Linked DNA regions of Mus musculus: all the other regions are linked to region 3. A link is a contact called in public promoter capture Hi-C data. All regions are on one chromosome and are shown on one strand. Each heading gives the region's core, a stretch centred on a gene start, on an enhancer-like site or on the middle of the called end of the contact. The rest is flanking DNA. Distances are from core to core; before and after follow the strand shown. Region 1 overlaps Gm52697 (a long non-coding RNA gene). Region 2 holds the start of Rgp1 (RAB6A GEF compex partner 1). Region 3 holds the start of Enho (energy homeostasis associated). Region 4 holds the start of Dnajb5 (DnaJ heat shock protein family (Hsp40) member B5).

Region 1 (5,329 bases), core at 2,103-4,602, 1.3 Mb after region 3:
TGTTGTTGTTGTCCGAGTCTCACTACATACTTCTGGCTGTCCCTGGAGTTCACTATGTAAACCAGGCTGGCCTTGAACTCACAGAGATCTGATTGTTTCTGCCTCCCAAGTGCTGGGATTAAAAGCATGTGTCAACATCCAAAGGCTTACAGTTTGGATATTGAATGTCCACCAAAGGCTCGGTTTTCGTCTATGGCACTACTGGACAGTGGTGGAACATTTCAGGGTGGGGCCTTGTGGGATGTCACTGGAAAGGTACTATATTGAAGGGGCTATTGGAACCATTATAGGCAGAAAATCTGAAGAATATTCTATCCTTAAAGCCAGAGAAGGGTTTGTTGTTGTTGTGTTATGTTGTTTTGTTTTGTTTTAAGGTGAGAGTGTTACCAGAGGTGTCAGTGTCAGACAGAGCATGGGCCCTGGAAGGCCTCAATGGAGGCTCAGCCACCATCCCTCGACTGAGCAGTTAAACAGACAGGTGGTCATAGAAACAGAAAGAGGGGATTTATTCAATGTGACCACTCTAGTAAATGAAACAAAAAGGTCTATTGACCCCCCCAAATCCATCTTTGGGGTGCTGACATAGGGGTTAGTTTTAAATAAAAGGCAAGAGGTATACAACAGTATGCCAGCAGTTCTTATCAAACCCTGCCTGGCATCCATACCTTGGCTCCAATCCCTCCTGCAATGGCTGACAAATGACCAAAGCTGTGGCATTGCTTTCTCTGAGTCACCAAGCTTTAGCCTTTTCCTTCACCCAGCTGGAGATTCCATTGGGAAATTCTAATTTCTTAGGGTCTATTATTTCAATAGTCTGACAGCTACAGAAAAGGGCCTAAGTGTGTGTTTAGAATATCTTCATTCCTGTCAAGATGTGTGTGTGTGTGTGTGTGTGTGTGTGTGTGTGTGTGTGTGTGTGTATGTGTGTGTGTGTTGAGAGAGAGAGAGAGAATGAGAGTATGTGTGAGAGAGAGAGTGTGTGTGAGAAAGTGTGTGTGTGAGAGAGAGAGTGTGTGTGAGAGAGAGAATGAGAGTGTGTGTGTGTGAGAGAGAGAGAATGAGAGTGTGTGTGAGAGAGAGTGTGTGTGTGAGAAAGTGTGTGTGTGAGAGAGAGTGTGTGTGAGAGAGTGTGTGTGAGAGAGAGAATGAGAGTGTGTATGTGAGAGAGAGAGAGAATGTGTGTGTGTGTGTGTAAGTGAGTGAGAGAGAGAGAGAGAGAGAGAGAGAGAGAGAGAGAGAGAGAGAGAGATCAAACCACAATAGCGGAGGTTAGCAGGGAAACAAATGCTATACTCATAACCTGAAGGCTGGCAAGGACCCTCCCAAGAGGGGAGCCTGCTAGGCAGAAAGCAGAGAAGAGCCTAGCTCGAAAAGGATTGTAGCATAAGGAAGTAATTTGTCTGTGTAGGCTTTTCTGGTACAGTGTTGTGTCATGACTTCTTTTGTGCTGATAATAATGAAAACGATCCAGTAGAGATAAGAATTATGAAACGAAAGATGGATGAGGACAACGGAGGGAAGAGATGAAGCTATGATACTCTGAGCAGCACTGGTAAAGGACAGTTGTGAGAGGTGAGAAATTCCCAGTTCTTATGTCAAACACACAAGCACTCCCTCAAAAAGAGAAATGAAGTCCAGAACAATTAAGGGCATACGTGACGCCACGGTAAAGGCTCAACGCAGGTTTCTATTGTTGGGACACTGAAGAACGGCCAGAGCACTGCCCTGCTATGGTCTCTCACAGGCTGGAAGCAGACCATGGGAGCATGGCTATTTATTCAGAGGCAGCAGTGGTCAGGACTTCAGGGGCCTTCACTGCGATTCCCACCCTGGAGTTGAAGATAAACTCCATCCTTAGCATTTCCAACTCCGTAGGGCAGCCTTCAGACGTTCTCCGCATCCATCCAGGCATGTGATATTACCTCTGTTTGCCTTCCTGATTGGGAGAGGAGAAAAGGTCTATTTGAAAGCTTTCTACTTGGCATTCTTTACTGTGATATCTTTTACGCCAGTGGCCAAGAGCCCAGTGTGAGAGTTACGCTAACATTTAAGTGCATCAGTGCAATCAAGAACAGAGGAACTGACCACAGGGAGCATCTACAAACCCAGCAGGCCCACTTTGATGTGATGAAGGCCAGGATGTATCACCCGGCCCCCAGAGGTCCCTAATGTATTATAACTATGATGTGCTTTGGCCTTCACAGATCCATCCCCTTGGAGGAATAACAGGAATCCTCACAGTACGTATTTGCCATCGTGTTGGCTTTATTTTTCTTCTAGGTCAAGCCCCTTGCTGCCTTTCCATCATTAGAGGTCATTATATGATCATGGCTTCTTACATTCATCCCTACATGGTACTAAAGAGCCCAGATCTGTGACCTCCCCACTGTCAGCCTGGTCTAGAAAGGAGAGCCACCACTTGGATGCCCGTGGCCCTGACACTACTGTGTCTGCAGTGATCTGGTGGATGGTGTGTCTCTGGGCTCTCGGTGGAACATAACCAACTATGATGTTATATTACATACATGATGCTATAATTTCACATACTGTGCTGTTCTGCTTGCCCGTTTCCCCCATTGCTTTACTCTGTCCACTTCAAGGAGAGCGCCCGCGGTTTGCTTTCCCTCAGCACCAGCCACATTTGTCAAGCCTCTAAGAAACATTCTATCCTTTTGGGTTCTTAGTAGGGATTTGAATCATGTGTTGACAAACACACACATGCACAGGCACACATACACATTCACATACATTCACATGCATGCAAACACACACATACACACAACTACCCACAAGTTAGTGAATTCTTGTTTATCTAACCTTACATATACCCTTTTGAAAACACCCTCAGGTGCTAGAGAAATGGCTCAGTGGTTAAAGCATTTGGTTGTTCTTTCACAGAACCCAGGTTCAGTCTCTAGCATCCACATGGCAGCTCACAGTTCCCTGTAACTCCTGTCTCAGGGAATCTGATACCTTATTCTGACCTCTGCTGACCTCTGCCATACACATCTGTGCGTGTGTGTGTGTGTGTGTGTGTGTGTGTGTGTGTGTGTCTATACACATGCTGGCAAACACACTCATACAAAATAAAATAAAACCTAAAAAGAAATCATACTCAAAACGCAATCTTGGCTACATCATCTTGCTTCTATCACTATGTTACAGTTATGTTTTTTAGATCCAACTATACACTGTATCTTTTCTCCCTTACCCTGTGCTGGCTTCCCCTTCTAGGTTGTGCTGATGTTTAGCTCTGCATTATTGGCCTAGCAGGAGGCAGGTGGGGCTCCAAGGGGGAATACCTACTGCCCGCTGAGGACCAAGGTGGAATCTGAAACATCTATTGAAATGCTAAGTACTGGGGCTTACTAAAGAGAAGCAGGCCAGTCTTAGCACTCAGAAGGGCTTCAGAGCCAGTGTACCCAAGAGCATTCATCCAGATGTCCCTTCCCATATGTCAGGGTCCAGGGTTTCTCCAAACACGACAGATTTGCATTGACTGATTATTTGGGTCTCTGGAGTGCTGCCACTCAAACTCCCAGATCGATCATCTCGGGCTGCGTCCTGTGTCCTCTTTGTGCTGCAGTATAGAAAGGTTCTCCTGCTTGGGTTCTAGCTCTTTGCTAGTGGCCAAAGTCTTGGCCTTAGTCAGTTTAGCAGTGACTAAGAAGCGCTGCTGCCTTTGTAGGCACTGGTCCACCACACCACATGTTGTACACAATGAATCACTGCACCAACAAAGGCAGTCCTTTAACTCGAAGTTTTCCCTGGTCACCTTAGGTCCAGTTCACCTAGTGAACTTAAGTTCTCTGAAGGACCAGTACACACGATCGATTACCTGCTGAACCATCTCTTCACCCTGTGTGACCCCAATTACATAAATCTTTTCTTCAACATATTTTTCTTCGCTCGGGTTTGCCTGAATTTGGTTTCTTTCATTTGAAAGTGAAGCTTGGACACGTCAAGAATGAACTGATTTGATGGATAAAGATGAGGTTATGGGAATGTTAAAAGGAGTCAGCAACAGGACAAAGAAGCTTACATTCACAAACAAGCAGATGACCTTTTTTTTAACTCTTTAATTGATTCTTTGTGAATCTCACATCATGCACTCCAATCCCTGTCCTTCCATATCTTCTTCCACCCTTGCAACCTCCCTCCAAAAAGAATATAACAAACAAACAAACAAACAAACAAATATCTCCCTGTGGAAGCTGCAGCATGTCACACAGTATACTCCTCTATCAAAACATCTTATTGGCAAATGTTCATTGCAATGAGTCACTTGTCTGGTTTGAGACCTCTGGCTTCTGCTACCCTAGGGATATCCTGTTGCTGTCCTGTGTCATGGAGGTCCTGCAGCTTTGGTTCTGAGCCCCTTCACACTCTCCAGCAGTTCACGGATGGGGTAGATATTGGGGTGGGCTTAAATAATGCAGAAAATTACCCGTTGTCTTAATATCCATGTAGCTATAAGCTGAGAGAAAGCACTATGTAGAGGACACAGGCTCTTTATAAAGTTTGGATTCCAGCGCTGAACAACTTTGTCATCTTGTACAATATAATAACTGACACTTATTAACACACACTCCATGCCACTCGTGATGCAAAGAACTCCATATGCATTACTTTAACCATTTCACACTTAAGAAGACAGGATGAGGACCATCAAGGACTTATCCCCAAAGACACAGATCCACTAAGTGCAGGTTTGCAATATGAGTACAGACCTCACTCTAACACACTTGGTATAAGTTCTCTCTATCATTTAGATCTCAGTGAGAGACATTTCCCACACAAAAGTCCATTAGGTCCTTGAAACCTTGGTTAAGTGAGATGGTGATACATTCACCAGTCTCCTCTAATGTGGACATTTATCAAGATGGAGACATTGGCAAGATAGGTCTTTGAATTCCCCATTATCTCCCATAACCTGTCCAGTCTCGTTCCTGCCACCAAACTCCTCATTGAAATTGCTTTTGAGACAGTCCCAGCAACACCCACATTGTCTGATGCAATGAGTAAGCTTAATATACACCATTAAAATCTGTCAATAAAGCTTTTTAAATTGACTGAGCCTAGCAGCCTGTCTGTAACCACAGCACTCGGAAGGCAGAAGCCAGCCTAGGCTACTTACCAAGATTGTCTCAGAAAACCATTGAAGGGGGGTCAGTGTGGCTCACTGTGATGTTCGGTGGTATAGTCCTTGCTTAGAGGAAGGCACTAGCTTCTGTCTCCGGCACACCCCCTACCGATGCACTCCCCAAAATAGCATTGCTGCTGAGAGTCAGCAAGAGCTCAGCTTGGCTGCCCCGTGCTGTCTCTGCCT
Region 2 (5,198 bases), core at 1,274-3,773, 1.9 Mb after region 3:
TCCCATTTTGACACAAAGGATTTGGGGTTAGAATTTGGCTGGAACAATATGATTGTTCTCTCTCTCTCTCTTTTTAAGTTCTATTTATTTAATGTAACATAGTCGCTATCTCCAGACACACCAGAAGAGGACATCAGATCTCATTACAGATGGTTGTGAGCCACCATGTGGTTGCTGAGATTTGAACTCAGGACCTCTGGAAGAGCAGTCAGTGCTCTTAACCACTAAGCCATCTTTCCAGCCCATGATTGTTAATTCCTACTGACAACTTGGCCAGATCTAGAACCACCAAAGAGAGAAGCCTATGGACGTGCCTGTGAGGAATGAATACTTTAGGTTAATGGAAATGGGAAGATGCGCCTTAACTGTGGGTGACTACATTCCATGGGTTGGGGTCCTGGAGTCATGATAGAAAGGAGAAAGAGGGTCGAGTTCTAGCCTTCATTGCTCTCTGCTCCTGGCTGCGATACCGTGTGACTGCCACCATCACTTCTCTGCCATGACAGACAGACGGGTCGTACCTTCAAACAAACTCTTCCTGAAGTTACTTTTGTCTGCTTTGACCACTAGCTTCCTAACTTACTTGGAGGGACGACTCTCTGAGATGGGCCACCCGCAGGAGCCAAATGTCCAGGCAGTGCCAGGCCCTCTTCACTGCCTAGGGCTAGGCTTAGGTAAGTGGCCTCCCCACCACAGCTCCACGGCACCGACCGCGGCAGAGAAGGGACCCTTACTTTAGAAGCTTTGGGGGCTGAGTTTGGTGACTTTTATGCTTCCCTCCCCAGTGCTGTGTTTATATGTGAAGTGACTCAGAATGATGCTCTCTGTCTGTCTGTCTGCCTGTTCCTGTTCATCGGAATGCTCCTTCATCACTAGTCCTTGAACTCAGTGGGGAATCCAGAAGCTTCTGTAGAACCTGCCCTGCAGTGTTTGTAACCTCTGGGATATGAGGAAACGCTGGAAGACCAGCAAAGCACTGCTGGCTAAAGTCATCTGAAGAGGTCTGGGGAGGCATCTCCGTGGTAGAAGGCATGCTCTCTACTTCCGGGCTTCATCCCTAGCTCTCCCCACTTGTTACCGGAGGATGCTTTCACTGTGATGTTCAAGTATGCCCTGAACTCTTAGGCTCAAATTATCCTCCTGTCTCAGCCTCCCAAGTAGGTGGCACTCTAGGACTCTGCCCAATCCCAACTTCGCTTTTATTTTTGGTATGGAAGCCATCTGTCACAGAACAGAGTGAACTTCTCACCCTCTCTTTAGGGTTGACAACAGCCAAGATCAACTATTCCAGGAATCAGAGCTTGAGGATAGAGACATAAGAATTCTGGGACTGAAGAAGCATGCGCTTAAATAAGGTACACAGAAGGTGTCAGCTGCCAGGGTAATGCAGCCTAAAGAACCTCCTCTTCCAAAAAATAAAACACTGTATCAAGCACAGCAGAGACTGGCGTTCTCCTACCGTGTTACAAATTATAGCTAATCTCAAAGGGACGCCTGGGAAAGAGGAAGTGCATGGTGGGGGTGGGGGTGGGGGGAAGGGGGACCAGCAGTTAAATAGGAAAGACTGACTTCAGGACTAAATGCTCCGAGAAGACAAGATGCTAGGAAAAGAGGGATGAAGGAAAAACAAAATGTTCTTCAGTTCCACCCTCAAAAACTGCAGGGCTAAAGAATGCAGGGGATATGGTATACCTGGCTGGAATAGAACTAGGAGCCCAGCAGCTTGCCCACCTTTCCAACCTAGGCAGGGAGCCTGAATGGGATCATAGGAACCACGGCGTTCTAGGCAACGGAATCCACTCACCTCAAGCCCATACCGAGGTGCTTTACCAAATTACTGAGAGAGATGTTGTTAGCTTGAAAAGGTCTCCTCTTCTCTGCAAACTCGTGAGCCAAGCAGATCCGCCAGCCAAAAGGAGGCACCTGGTAGCCCCTAGCTTTACCCTCGTAGGAGGCCATCAGCTGCCCAGAGTCCTCTGAATTGCAGTAGCTTGGTTCATCCTGGGGTCCACTATCCTCGGGGCTCCCGCAGTCTGTAACCCGCACAGCCTCAGTGCCGCCAGTATCTTCACAATAAACTTGGGAATCTCTTTCGGCACAGCCGACCTGCTCTGAGGCCGGGACGCAGGTTACCATGTTCACTGGATCCTGGGTCCTCACGACCCCGGTGGCCTCGGTTCCCTCTGACAGGTTTCTGACGTTTCAAAACGCTGATGCCAGTTGCAGTTAGGTGCAGTCCGGGAGGGCCCGATGCTGGGGAAAGCCGTGGGACGTTGGTATCTGGGTAAAGTCAGAGAGCTCCTGCTGCTGCAGCAGCGGCTACAGCAACAAAGTCGCCACGGCCTCTCCCTGGGTCGCGTCTCTAGATCCTAGGCGGGAAGGGTTGGGCCTTGTTGTCATTGGGCCGCGGTGATTAGCACGCCCGGCCGAGGGCCGACCAGCTCCACGGACGGGGGCGGTGCCGCGGTACCTGCCCGCAAAGCACCGCCTCTGGGACCCGCCCAGGAGCTCCCGGCGACCTTCGGCCCCGCCCCGGGCTGCGGCTCCAGCGGCTCCAGGGCTGGGTACCGGGTCCCTGCAGCCAGGATCCCCCGCGCCCACGCTCAGGTGCCACCGCTGGGAAGGTGACCCGCAGACCCGGGACCACCGGATCCCTTTCCGGCCGGAAGCACCCCGCAAGTCGGACCGGAAGGGGCGCCTCAACCCTGAAATGTGACAAAGGAAGTCCCGCCTCTGCCGCGCGACAGACTCCGCGGATGCCACCGAGCTCCGAGCCGGTCTCGCAGGGGCGGGTAGGTGAGGACCTCCATGCGTAAGAATCTGAGTTTGGAGACGCGCGGCGATGTCCTGGGCTAGGACGTGGAGCCTCGAGGGAAGCGGGGACAGAGGCAGGCCTGGGAGGCGGCGCAAGGGGCCTAACCCTGGGCGCAAGGAGGTCTGGAGCTAAAGCGACGCCCTCCCGCAGGCAGTTCGGAGTCAGTTTCCGCCACCCCACCAGCTCCTTAAACCCCAGTGCTTCCCACCCTCACTGAAACTTGAAAAAAAAAAAAAAAACAACCCACTTCTTGCCCCCCTCGGACTCAGGTCTAGACTTAAGCCTAGGTCTTAAACACTCCTTCCTTCATTTCCCCGTACTGACTTCTGGCACTCTGTTTCCTTCTAGATTTGGTTCCGGAGCTGCCATGATCGAAGTGGTAGCTGAGCTGAGCAGAGGTCCTGTGTTTCTGGCGGGGGAGGCTCTGGAATGTGTGGTGACTGTCACTAATCCCCTTCCCCCGACCGCCACTTCTGCATCCAGGTGGGGATGCTGGTATTGGAGGTGGTGGCCCTTCCGGGAGGAAGCCTGGTATCGCTCGTTCTAATTAGAGCTTTGGTTGTTCAGTAACTACACTAGCATCAATCACCACCTTCTTGCTCATTGTAATGAAGGGCTTTTAAACAAATATGTGGATGGCAGGACCCCTTACTCTCCTTTGCTCCTCCTCCCGGTATCACTCCTTTTTGAGTTCAATGTACTTGATGTTGTTGTGTAATGGTTTTATTTCAGGGGTTCTGGATTCCCTGGTCACTAAGATAGTCATCTAACCTTGGTGATCTTGGTCAGACAGTTTTCTAGAGAAAGTATTGGTGAAGTCAAGAACTAGGTTCCCATACCTTCGTTTCCCTTTTCCACAGTGAGGCTCTGGCCTGGGCCAGTGCCCAGATCCACTGCCAGTTCCATGCCAGCGAGAGTCGAGTAGCACTGCCACCCCCTGACTCTAGTCAGCCGGACGTCCAGCCTGACAGCCAGACTGTCTTTCTGCCACACCGAGGTTAGAGAGAGAGAGAGAGAGAGAGAGAGAGAGTGTGTGTTTGTCATGGAGGGAGGGGAAGTTATTGTCACCCCAGGGTAAAGTTAAGTTGTTCTTGTATGACATGGTCACCAACACATCAGTGGTGGAAGGGAAGGTAGCTTGATTTGGGACTATAAGACTTACCTTATTACAACAGAAAGAATTGGCGGCTTCCCCTGCCTCCACTTGCTGTGTGACCCTGGTTGGCAATGGACAATGGAGTCCATTGAAGTCTTTTTGACTTTTCATAGGTGAGAGGGGCCAGTGTATCCTTTCTACTCCACCCAAAATTCTGTTTTGTGACCTGAGGCTAGACCCTGGAGAGTCCAAATCATGTGAGTGATTGTCTCCCAACCCCAGATTGCTTTCTAAGTCTCCTGGAGGGAGGACTCTGGCTGCTTCTAGCTGCCCTGTCTACTGTTTCCCAACCAGATTCCTACAGTGAAGTGCTGCCCACGGAGGGCCCGCCTTCCTTTCGGGGTCAGTCAGTCAAATATGTCTACAAATTGACCATTGGCTGCCAGCGCGTGAACTCACCCATCACCTTACTCCGGGTTCCTCTGAGAGTTCTCGTGCTGACTGGTAAGTTAGGTTCCTGAAGGGATGCGGTGGGGGTAGAGGCTTACTAAGCATATGTGGGAGGACCTTCGGAGACTCCTGGTTTTAGGGACCATGCTGAGGACGAGGGATGGAGAGGAAGCTAGGATGTAGAGCTCAGATGTAGCTCCCCTTCAGCCTTCTCAGGTTGGAGTCTAAAACCAGTTAGTTGTCTGTTCACATCTCACTCCTCCCAGCACTGTCTCTGCTTTTTCATGCCAGGTCTTCAAGATGTCCACTTCCCCCAGGATGAGGCTGTGGCGCCATCCAGTCCATTCTTAGAGGAGGATGACAGTGGGAAGAAGGACTCATGGCTGGCTGAGCTAGCTGGGGAGCGTCTCATGGCTGCCACATCCTGCCGCAGCCTCCGTAAGAATCCTTTCAGAATTGCCCTGTACTCCTGTCTGAGAGGCTGACCACATCTCTTCAGGGGTCCACTAATATTTTGCCCCCATTACAAAGAAAAGCCTCCTTTTGGCCTCTGGGACTCAGTCCTTCGTATTCCCCAGTATAAACTGTAGACTTTTGGTATCTCATTCTCCTCAGATCTGTACAATATCAGCGATGGCCGAGGGAAAGTCGGGACGTTCGGTATCTTCAAATCTGTGTACAGACTTGGCGAAGACGTGGTGGGAACCTTAAATTTAGGGGAAGGAACCGTAGCTTGTCTGCAGGTGAGGAAAGAGCAGCTTTCATTGTGCTCCACCCGATGGGCAAGGGTGACAAGGGGGCCTTTGTCAAGAGGGGTGCTTTGTAGAAATGGAAAGT
Region 3 (5,238 bases), core at 739-3,238:
CCCCAACCTAGGGAGCCCAGATGTGCTGAGCCTAGGGAAGGCATGGACTCAGCCCTTGGCCCTTGGGATGGAGCAGAGTCCAGATGGCCCTGGCCCTAGCACCAACTCCTAACCCCCCCTCCAGGCCTTTCTCTCTAGGGCCACTCAGGCCTCTCTTGGAGCCAGGCTGGCTACAATCTAGGCTGCTGGGTCCAGTGTCAAATCGACTGGACCCCAGGCCGACTGACTTCTTGGATCCGATTCCACGCTCTGACTCAGGTATACTCAGGTCCAGGACTCCAGGCTAGGCCAGAGCCCTTCAGGGCTGCAGCAGGTAGCTGCCTTCATGGCTGGGCTTCTGGGGTGGTGGCGCCTTCTCAGGACAGGGGCCAGGGCTGGAGTTGGGACTGGATTCCGAGAGAGAATCGACGTCAGCAGATCGAGAATGGCAGGCCCAGCAGAGAATGACCCAGAGCAGTAGCAGCAAGAAGCCTACGAGGCCATTGCAGACGATGGCGATGAGAGCCCCTTGGGAGATGGCTGCCCCCATGACAGACAGCACCCTCAGGCCAGCGCAGACAGTGGAGCTGCCTCAGCGGCAAGGCCCATGCCGAGGCACAACTCTGGGGTGGCCAACCATCCAAGGTGGCTGTCCTGTCCACACACAGCGACTTCTTGGCAGGGAAGATGCCCACCTGCAGTCCTGGGCCTGAGGAAGTACAGAGGAAAGTAGACGGAGGTGAGGAGGAAGAAGTGGGCTGAAGCCTAGGGGGACAGCTTCCATCTTTGGCCTCAGGCAGAGAGCAGTGAGTCCCAGCAGTCTCAGGTACCCCACAAAGCCAGCACCTCCGCCCTCAGGCCTGGCTCTGAGCCCCTGGGTGCTGTGGTGCAGCCAGAGTGGGGAAGCTATAGTAGGCAGGCAGCCTCTTTCTCATTCTCCTCGGAACTGGTGGGTACAGCCTAGCCCTGCCCACCATGCTTCTAGCCCTTCAGATGTGCTGTTGGTGGGCGGGACTGAGGTGGCTTAAGGCCCAGGAGGAAGATTATGACCATGATTGTAGTGGCTAGGGCATCCTCTCCTTTCTGAGGGCTGCAGTCAGCCAGTCCAGGAGACCTGCAGAGGTGCCAGCTCACACAGAGGGAACTTTGTGGAGGCTCTGGCAGGAACGTGTGGGTTCTGTATACCCAAGGCTGTGTGCCTAGGTGTACCTTTCCCTGGGACTTTGCCTCTCTGGATCAGGTGTGTGTCTGAACGTACATCTTCCTGTCCCTCTGTCTCTCGCTGGATCTGCATCCTTGCCTCTGCAAACACACCTCTTTGAAGGTGTGTGGCTGCCTGTCTCTCTGTGTCCCTATCTCTGAGTGTCTTGAGTCTCATTTCTCTACCAGTCTCTCTGTGTATCACTGTCTCTTTTCACGACTGCATGTCCCTTTGCCCTCGGGGACAGGTCTCCATGGGGTCGGTATCGGTGGTTCTGTGCGTCTTGCATGTGTCTCTGCCTTTGTGTCTATCTCTCCTCCAAGCTGTGTGTCTCTCTGTCTCTGTGTGGGTCACTGCCTCTTTATACTCGTCCAAGATCTCTGTTTTTCGACCCTCTGCCCGTAGGGGAGCCCCCCTTACCTGAGTTGAGCCCGGTGCGCGCCCGCGAGAGGGTCCGGGACAACGGGATGCTCAGCGCCGACTGAGGCTCCAGAGCCTGCGGGCGGGGGGCGGCGAGAGGCGGGCAGGGGCGACGTCCACTCCCCGGGCCCTCCCCCTGGGCCGCGCAGCCTCCGCCGGCCGCTCCCGCCGGGGCGCGACCGGGCCGGCCTCTGCCGCGGGCGGTCTGCGGAGAGCGGGCACCTCCTCCCCCTGGGGCGGCGCCTCCTCCGCGGCCGGGGCCGCTAGCTCGCTCGCTCGCTCGCTCTCTCGCTCGGCAGCACTCGGGCGGCGGCGGCAGGAGCGTCGAGGAGTTCGGCTGGGCTCGGCTGCGTTCGGCTGGGCTCGGCTACGGCGGGAGGGAGTCGGCTGAGCTCGGCTGAGCTCGGCGGGCAGCAAAAAACAGCGGAGAGCCCCGCCTCGTGAGTGGCCAGCGGCCTGCGGCCCTTTGGGGGAGGAGCCATCTCTGTGCCGCTGCCGCCGTTCAATTGGCTGTCCGGGCCAAGTTCCCGCGCCATTGGTTGTGCTCTGGGGTGGGACACGACCATCCTGGTGCAGGAGAGAAGGAGGGAGGGGCTTGGGAAGGGTGAGAGGAGGGGTATATAGGGGCCACTTTGTTTTGATCCATCCCTTGAAAAGGTGAAGGGTCAGCCCACCTTTTTGCAGGGATTTCTTGCATCTTCCACACCTGGAATGCACCCCCACATGTGAAGCGTCCACCCCTCCATATCTGAGAGAAGTCTGTTTCTATTATCTGAGAAAGTCCATGTGCCTCCACACCTGACCCTCCTCACCTATCATCTTTCTACATATCCCTCTCCCAGTAGAGTGTAGAGTACCTCATGTCCACTTTACAGCGCCTGTAGATTGCCCCTAGTCCTAATAACAGTGTGATCTCTGGGAATTCATGACCTTTGTTGCGTTTTACTGATTTCTCACCCAGTGTTGGTCACAGGGTTGTGCATGGCTTGCTGGAGGGAACTTGAGACACCTGAAGAATGGCCCAGCTCTGGCTGAACTAGATCCAGACGGCATGGATGGCCTGACTCTCCATCCTAACAGTTCTGAGACCAAGGTAGCTTGGACAGGAGCAGTCAAGTAGGCCTTCCCCTCTCAGACCCTTAAGTAGCAGGGCTCACACATGCAAGGAGCTACATTTCTGGCCCTTTAGTGATTCTTAAGTGTACTTGTGTGTGGCTTCTATCACATATTGTCCATGGACAGTCAGAGACCCATGGCCCCACATCCAGCCTTAACTTCCCTCAGAATACTATACTCACAGCAAAATGCATACTGGAGTCACAGTGGTGTTGGTTCCTGGTTCCACTTTCTAACTCTCTTAAACGAAGCTTTCTTCTCAATAAAACTGTCATAGTAATAGCTACTTCTTAGGTTCTCACTAATTCATTTATACCATACCAACCACATCTCAGCAAATGTCAGCTGACAAGCCAAGACCAGGTGGCTAAGGGGCAGGGCTCCTCCTTCCAAGAAAAGGAGAAAGGGGAGTGTAAAGCCATCTCAAGGGCTGAATCATCTGAAGCTGCTGTGTTAGAGGCTGTCTAAAATAAACTACGGACCCCGTGGAGTTTGTCAGGATGGATTAATTTTAGTTCCCCCCTGTTACCCAGCAGGGTGGGGGTATTGTGAGAGGGATCAGATCAGTTATAGGAAAGAGAGAGACATATGGTCGCACATCTGAGTATAATGCCAGTGAATTTGTGACCTAGCCGCAGGGGTTCAGATTTCATCCTGGAAACAGTGGGGAGTCACTGAAGAATTTTGAGCATCATCGGAGTGATGTGATCATAGCCAGAAATTAGAAGGATGATTTGGGCCATTGGGTGGAAAGGAGTTTTAAAAGCATTTGAGAGTGAAAGATACTCCTACCTTTCACAATGATGAGGGAGTAAAAATACATCCTTGACAGAGCAGAAACACACTGGGGTATTGAGGTACATCAGTAGGCAGAACTCAGAAGGCAGGGCAAGTAAGAAGAGGACATTCTGGGGTAACTGGTTACCAGCTGCAGCACTGTGAGGCAATGCCCCGTGATAAAGAGCCCAGAAGAGGGGATGCTGAGATGCTTCAACCATGATAACCACTTGTCACCACGTCTGATGACCTGAGTTCAATCCCTGGAATCATGATGGTGGAAGGAAGGCAAGACACAACTCCACCAAGCTGTTCCCTGTCCTCCACGCTACACCCTGTAGCACACAGCTGTCCCCACTAGACAAATATAATTTAAACATAAGTTTCAGCAAAGAACTAAGGCCGTAATGTTTGGAGATGTCAAATTTGAGGTAGAATGCTTTAGTAGAGCTGTTTAGCAGACACGGACAAGCAGCTCCAAGGTTCAGGAATGAGGTCCGGTTCCGATTAGTTTTTGCAACAGGGTGAGAGTTAAGTCGGAAAAGTAGGTGAGCTCTCTTAAGGAGTCAGAACTGGCCGAAACATTAGAGCTGCCACACGCCCTGGTCGCCCCACTCTCATATGGTCCACAATCTTCGCCTGGTCCACATGGTGAAAAGAAGACTTCAAACAATTCCAGACATTAAAATCTTATTGTCTAGGACCTAGACTCCAGGTGGTCATGGACAGACTGGTGGAGCGGCCCCTGCTGTCGCTGCCACTTCTTTTAGGATACAGTCTGAGATTCCTCTCAGAAAGTACTCAGATGTGTTTAACTTTGGACGACTCAACAAGTGCTCGAGCCACGGGAGCCAAACGGTTAGCAGGACCCACATGAGAACACCATGGAGTGGGATGCAGGACTTCCAGAAGCCCAGCGCAGGAGCAGCAGAATGGCGAGTAGTCAATATTATCTGCCCGTTGTCTGCCAGACAAAGCCTCACAAACTGCTAGAGTTTAGATCTAGAATGTGTCCCAAAGGGCTGGGTCCCCAGTTTGGCATTGTTAAGAGGTGGTAGGAACTTCAAGAAGCAGGGCCCAGTGGGGAGTGTTGGGCCACTGTGGGGGGGTGCTGCTGGAAGGGGCTGGAGGGCTTAAATCTCTTCTTCTGTTTTTTCTTGTCTGGCAGAAGCAAGCTGGCTTTCCTCTCTTCCTGTCTTGAAGTGCTACCTTGCCACAAGTCAGGAAGTCATGACACCAAAAAAGCTGTGAGCTAAAATAAACCTTTTTACTTTAAAAGTTTTTATTACACTTATGAATGTATGTATGATGTATGTATGTATGTATGTATGTATGTACATGTTCAGGTGTTGAGGTTAAAAGACAACTTTCAGGAGTTGGTTCTCATGGTCCATAGCTGGGTGCTCGAGATGGAAGTCAGATCATCAGGCATGGTAGCAAAAACATTTGCTACCCACTGAGCCATCTTGCCAGCCCCTTTTTCCCTCTCCTATTTAAAAGTTGGGTATTGGCAGGGCATGGGGCTCAGGGCTTTAATCCTAGCACTTGGGAGGCAGAGGCAGAGGCAGGCAGATCTCTATGAGTTCAAGGCTAGTCTGGTCTATAGAGTGAATTCCAAGACAGCCAGAGATACATAATGAGACCCCGTCTCAAGAGACAATTAAGAAAATAGATAAACAAATAAATGTTAAATATCTCAAGTGTTACAGCAACGGGAAGCTCACCTTCTTAGTTACTTCCTGTTG
Region 4 (5,062 bases), core at 2,358-4,857, 1.3 Mb after region 3:
TTGCTGGCCAATGCTCAGTCACTGAAAAGAACAGGAAATGAAGGCGTCAGTAAGCTTAAGTGTCTAGCATGAAAATTAGGGCTCAACTATGTCTAGGAAATAAGCTGAGGGTGAGGCTGGACTCAAGGGATTCCTTTGGCCAAGATTGTAACTGGAGTCAGTATCTCAGGCAGATGCCAAAGGTGGGTTTCAGTGTGGGACCAACCCTATGTCCCTATGTCAACACAAAGCACGTATCAAATGAGATGCTAAGAGTCTGACCACAAGAAGTCAGTCTGCATTCAAAGCAGCATTCCTATGCCCAGGTGAAACATCGGGAGATGAGTACCCGGTCACTGGAGAGCTCCAACCATGAATGCCATGCAGGGGACCAGTAGGAGAGATGAGAGACAGAATAAGGCAGCCTCTGGTTTCTTGGTAGTTGCTGGCTTTAAAAATGACAATAGGCAGGCTGAGGAGCTCTTTTCTCCTCAAAAGGAGAAAGTCCCAGCGTCATGAAAAAGCCTCCTCACATGCCATACTGCCACATACAAGTAGTAGGTTCAATCTGGGGAAAGGGGCAGCCCAAGAGCCAATGCTGTCGCTGCGTAGAGCTGGCAGCTGTGGGGGTAGTAGTCTCCCTTGCCTCCAGGATTCGGTTTCTACTAGCAACGGGGCCTGGCATCCTCCCACACCCAGGTCTTAGCAACCATGAGAGCCCCTGGCAACTGCTGCCATGGTGACAAGACAGGGAACTAGGAACAGGCCGAGGGGGGAAGCACTTCCTCTGGAGGATTTGGGATGTGTGCAAGATAGGGGCTCCCCCTCCCATACACAGTCTGTGAGGGAACATGTGCTCCTGCTTAAACACCTCCTCACTGGATCCACCCCCACCCCTCTGCCCACAGGTTCCGGTTCCCTCAGGGTGAGGAAATGAGGGACACCTAGGGTTATGACGTCTCCATGAGGAGGGAGGACAAGCGGGGGTGTCTGGACAACATGATCACAGATGCGTACATACACTGGCAGAAATGGTGTCAATGGCCACATACTTCCCTCACTCTTTATCATGGAGTGATGCCTACACAGACATTTATTTAATCATACCTGTGTGCCGACACAAAGCTACATACCTATAGCAAGTACAGGTACACACTTACAAACAGACTCATGATTATGACAATCCCAATCAGACACACACATTTCTAGTTGCACTCACACACCCAGATAGCCCTGAACACACGGAGTCAATGTCATTTACATTAATCGAATGCCATGTTCAGAACTAAGACATGTGTCACCTTAATTAACCCCCAGAAAAGCCCTGTGGGCTTCTACTGTTGCTTAGCCCATTTGCCCAGAACAAATGAGGTGTGGGTTGGCCAGTGCCCTGGAAAGGCCAATAGGCTAACTGGCTCCACACTCCCATTCTTACAGTCTATGCTGCCCTGTGTTCTCTGGGTCAGATGCCCTAGAAAGTAGGACAAATGGCAACAATAGTGCTCCAGGCAGACAGTGAAGTGTGGGTCACCACTCTGAGGACATAAACCTCCAGGCCCTGAAGTCCAGGCTGACAGTTTATCATCAGCTGAGCCAGGTAAAGGCTCATGGCTAAACCCTCCCTCTGTGCTGGCATGAGCAAGGCTGGGAGCAGCAAGAGACAGGCCTAGAATTAGGAAGAAACACAGCTAGGGCCCCTCACATCAGGAGGAAGGATACTGGTGGCCCCCAAATCCTTGGGGCCAGTACCATTCCTAGATTGCCTCTTCCCAGGATACCATGTCCACTCCCTGCCACTCCCTCATCGTGGCCTCATCCCTTCCTTCTCCCTCTGCCTCATCTGGTTTCTCTGTCCTGCCATTCTATTGCTCCTCCAGTCTCCCCCTGACCCATCTCCCCTTCCTCTCACCTGCCCAGTTGTCTTTGCCTCCCACCCGCATCTTACGGCCCCCTTATCCAGTTCCCATCCCATCTCCTTCAACCAGATACCTGTTCAGTCCTCATACTGCGGGCTCCACACCCCCTTCCTTGCCCCTCTGCCCAACTCCTCTTTTCACCCTAGCTCCTTTTTCTATTTTAAACTCAAATTCCTTTGCACTTGGGAGTTCATGTGGAACAATGGGAAAAGAAGGGTTGTTAAGAATATGCAGAACTTGCCCCCCACCCCCAAAGACCCAGTCCCCTTTCCTGCCCTATTCTGGGGCCTAGGTACTCCAAGCCTCAGTTTACAGTTCCAACTGCTCTTCATGGCCTCATAGATATCTAAATCCGGTCCTGAGAACTGGCGAAGAATAAGGTGAGAGAATTTTCTCAAGCCTTTGTCACCAAATCTCCCAAGAACCCCCTCCCCCTCTTCACCCCCAGATTACCCCCATCCACCCCCCCCCCCCGCTCCCTCCAGCACAGATGGGCCTGGGAGACAGTAACGTGGGCGCCAAGCTCGGTGTCTGCTGGAGCGGCGGCTTCCGCTGGCGACCGCCTCCGCAGGCCCGCCTGCTCCGAGTATCGGGGACACTGGGGCTGAGATTTAATGATTTACTAGGGGGCTGGGGGGCCAGAGATGACAGTGCATGAGGGTGCTAAGAAAGAGGATCATGAAAAGCTGAGGTAAAAGATTAAAGGGGGAACTATGAGCTATGAGATTGCAGACTATGGAAGCAGGGAATTGAATTAAGAATTAAGACAAAAGGCGGGAGATGGAGGGGGAAGTAAAAAGATACAGAACAGGGCAGAAATTTGGTGTGAGGGAAGACCAGGTATCACAGGGGGTAAGAAAAAGGACGGGGGGGGGGGGCGGGCAGCGAGGAGAAGATGGAAGGTTAGTTTATAACGAGGTTGAACTGGACACTGTGGACTCCAAGTGGCTGAGAAGCCACTGCTCCTAAGCGAGCCGCTGTGAAAGGACTGAAGATGGAGGGCATCTGGACAGAGACTCAGGAAGGTGTTACCAGTTACTAGCGCAGAGGATAATCACAGGGGCACTTAGAATCTCAGCTCTATCCGGCTCTGTTTTGTGTTACAGTTAAACCATGGCAGGTCAATCCCAGGTCAAGACAAGGGAAAGCTAAACCAGGCCAGGTCAAGTTGGATCACAATCTGATAGAAGACGAGTAAGAAGGGATGAGCTTTGGATACTGATCCAGAGCCTTTGCCTCTCCTTCGACTCGAAAGAATGCCTGGTGTCACCAACAACTGATGAGTGCAGCTTTCCTAATAGGTTGTCTTTGAGGTTGCACTCGTTCCAGAAGGTTCTCCCTGGACTCAGGCGGTGGCTAGAATGTCTCACCTTCTCATACTGGAGACTGGACTAATATAGTTGCCCACACTGGCTTGGGTCGAAATCACAGGGACCAGCCAATAAAATCAAAGGGCGCCTGGAGTTGCCTCCCTATGTTCTTTTCACCAATAACACGACGAGATGGAGAAGAGGTGTGGTTGATTGATCCCAGAGGGCACCAATCACACCCACACCAATCACTGCCCGGAATGTGTGCGCGTGTGGCCGGGTGACAGGGGCGGAGAAGAGGTGGCTATCACCCGGACGCTCGTTGAGAGGTATCCAATCACAGAAGAGTCTGAGCTGAGTGACGGATAGACCGGGCAATGGGAAGCGCGGAGGCGGAGCCGTGGGGGCGGGCTCCCGGTCCCGCTGTCTGCGGCCGGCGGGCAGGCGACTCCTGTCCCGAGTGGAGGCGGCGGAGCCGGAGCCGGGGGAGGGGGCAGCGGCTGATAGAAGGACCGCGGCGGCGCCCGCAGCTCCTCACCGGTGAGGGCGCTGAGCGAGGACTCGGGGGTCCCGGGAGTGGGGCGTCGAGAAGAGAGGTCCTGGTATGGGGGGTTGGGACACCGTGGGCCCATAGTCTCCTCTGTCGTAGGGGTGAGGGGCCTGGGAGCTCGGGGTCTGCCAGGTGCTGGGTATCTGCGACAAGGGTCGGGTTGGGTCGGGTCGGATTGGGTTGCGCCGGGCGGAGGCGTTTCTGAGCAGGCCAGCCAGCCAGCTGGGGTGACATCACCGACCCCCCTCCCCCGCGCGAACCCCCTTCCTTCCTCTCCCTGCCGCGCCTTTTGTCCGGGCCAGGCTCGGCTCTGCCCCGCCCCTCCCCGCCCATCTGCGGGGGAGGAGACTCCCCGTCAGTGACTTCATTGAGTAGGTTCTTGGGGATTGGGCTTGGGTCCTCCCCAGAGAGGCGAGAGGAGCTCACTGACTCTCAGGCCCTCACTATCACACCTGTCACAGGTACACACGCTGCCACTCAACAACTACACACTGTCACTGCCAGCCTCACTGTCACACAGCCGAACAGGCGCTCACATCATTCAGCCAGACACTGCTGCACCTGAGAGCAGGTGGCCACTGGATCCTCTCTCTGCACTCTACACCTGGGGACCGGGTCCAGCTCCCTGGGCACGATACAGGCCTTGCTGGGTCACGGCCTCTGGGAATCTGAGGAGGTGGCTTCCAGAGCTACAGCGTCCCAAGCAGGCTCCGGTGGAGCGATCAGAGGTGAGGGGCTTGGCTGGGCATGTTTAAGCGCACAGTGCTGTCCTGCCCACCCCCAGCAGCACCCCCACTGCAGGCTCGAGGAGCTTTCCGGAGCTTCCCACACTTCTGGGGAGAAGACTTCTTAGCCAGCTTGATGTTTAAAATTCAGCTGGAGCCCTTAAAACTTCGAGCGTGGACGCTGAATGGGTTTGTAAAGTTTCGGTAAGTCCCTCCTGAGAAGGGCGCTCATACCCATGCCAAGTCAGATTCTCCACATCAGCCATTCCCTGCATTGCCTCCTTCCTTCCTCCCTGTCATCCTCATCTCCCCCCGGTATGTGCATGAGTCCCCTTGACCTCACCTGTACTTTTGAATGAATTGTACCCCATGTCATTCATCTCTCTCTCAAACTCATGTTTCCACGAATATCTCCAATATTTCAGCTCTTAGGTTCTCCCTCCCAACCCATCAGTAACGTGTGGTCCACTTCAGCCTTTTCCTTTTGTCATCTCTCATCCCTGTCCGTCAGACCCTGTCTCCTCCCTGTACTTGATGGTCCCTCTTGCTATCTGTCCTCATTTTTTCTTTCATCCCTAGCTC

What was found. Promoter capture Hi-C pulls out the DNA fragments that hold promoters and counts their contacts.
Region 1: a contact with region 3 is called in a promoter capture Hi-C map of stem cell-derived epiblast-like cells, with 5 times the contacts expected there. The contact joins the enhancer-like site here to the promoter of Enho in region 3. A contact is called at or near these places in 5 of 39 promoter capture datasets (the HPC-7 cell line, embryonic stem cells, epiblast stem cells and 2 more) and 1 of 115 datasets of contacts at active chromatin or transcription factors (embryonic stem cells).
Region 2: a contact with region 3 is called in a promoter capture Hi-C map of the C10 cell line, with 2.4 times the contacts expected there. The contact joins the promoter of Rgp1 here to the promoter of Enho in region 3. A contact is called at or near these places in 3 of 39 promoter capture datasets (the C10 cell line, embryonic stem cells and liver).
Region 4: a promoter capture Hi-C map of embryonic stem cells shows a contact between it and region 3, with 9 times the contacts expected there. The contact joins the promoter of Dnajb5 here to the promoter of Enho in region 3. A contact is called at or near these places in 10 of 39 promoter capture datasets (cranial neural crest, embryonic stem cells, hippocampal neurons and 3 more), 3 of 115 datasets of contacts at active chromatin or transcription factors (astrocytes and embryonic stem cells) and 1 of 9 other capture datasets (liver).

The regions. Positions count from the first base shown.
Region 1 is chr4:42,895,794-42,901,122 of GRCm38.p6, forward strand. It overlaps Gm52697 (a long non-coding RNA gene), which reads right to left. Exons shown (of 2, transcript XR_003955203.1): 1 at 5,138-5,329. It also overlaps a transcript of Phf24 not described here. Among named protein-coding and RNA genes, the nearest start is that of Gm52697, 6.7 kb to the right of the region's middle. Within about 2 kb of position 3,353, at least 2 of the 459 cell types and tissues checked have an H3K27ac peak or open chromatin away from gene starts, as enhancers often do. A contact at or near this core is called in stem cell-derived epiblast-like cells, where this site is marked.
Region 2 is chr4:43,576,212-43,581,409 of GRCm38.p6, forward strand. Rgp1 (RAB6A GEF compex partner 1) reads left to right here and starts at 2,524. Exons shown (of 9, transcript NM_172866.3): 1 at 2,524-2,792; 2 at 3,164-3,298; 3 at 3,676-3,812; 4 at 4,085-4,168; 5 at 4,266-4,415; 6 at 4,653-4,799; 7 at 4,977-5,104. The coding sequence starts at 3,183. It overlaps Gba2 (glucosidase beta 2), which reads right to left and starts at 2,653. Exons shown (of 17, transcript NM_172692.3): 1 at 1,805-2,653. The coding sequence starts at 2,136.
Region 3 is chr4:41,638,314-41,643,551 of GRCm38.p6, forward strand. Enho (energy homeostasis associated) reads right to left here and starts at 1,989. Exons shown (of 2, transcript NM_027147.1): 1 at 1,601-1,989; 2 at 1-688. The coding sequence starts at 529. The coding sequence ends at 299. It overlaps Gm12405 (a long non-coding RNA gene), which reads left to right and starts at 4,662. Exons shown (of 4, transcript XR_001784269.1): 1 at 4,662-4,740.
Region 4 is chr4:42,946,260-42,951,321 of GRCm38.p6, forward strand. It overlaps Dnajb5 (DnaJ heat shock protein family (Hsp40) member B5), which reads left to right and starts at 3,608. Exons shown (of 5, transcript NM_001355438.1): 1 at 3,608-3,745; 2 at 4,217-4,684. The coding sequence starts at 4,503.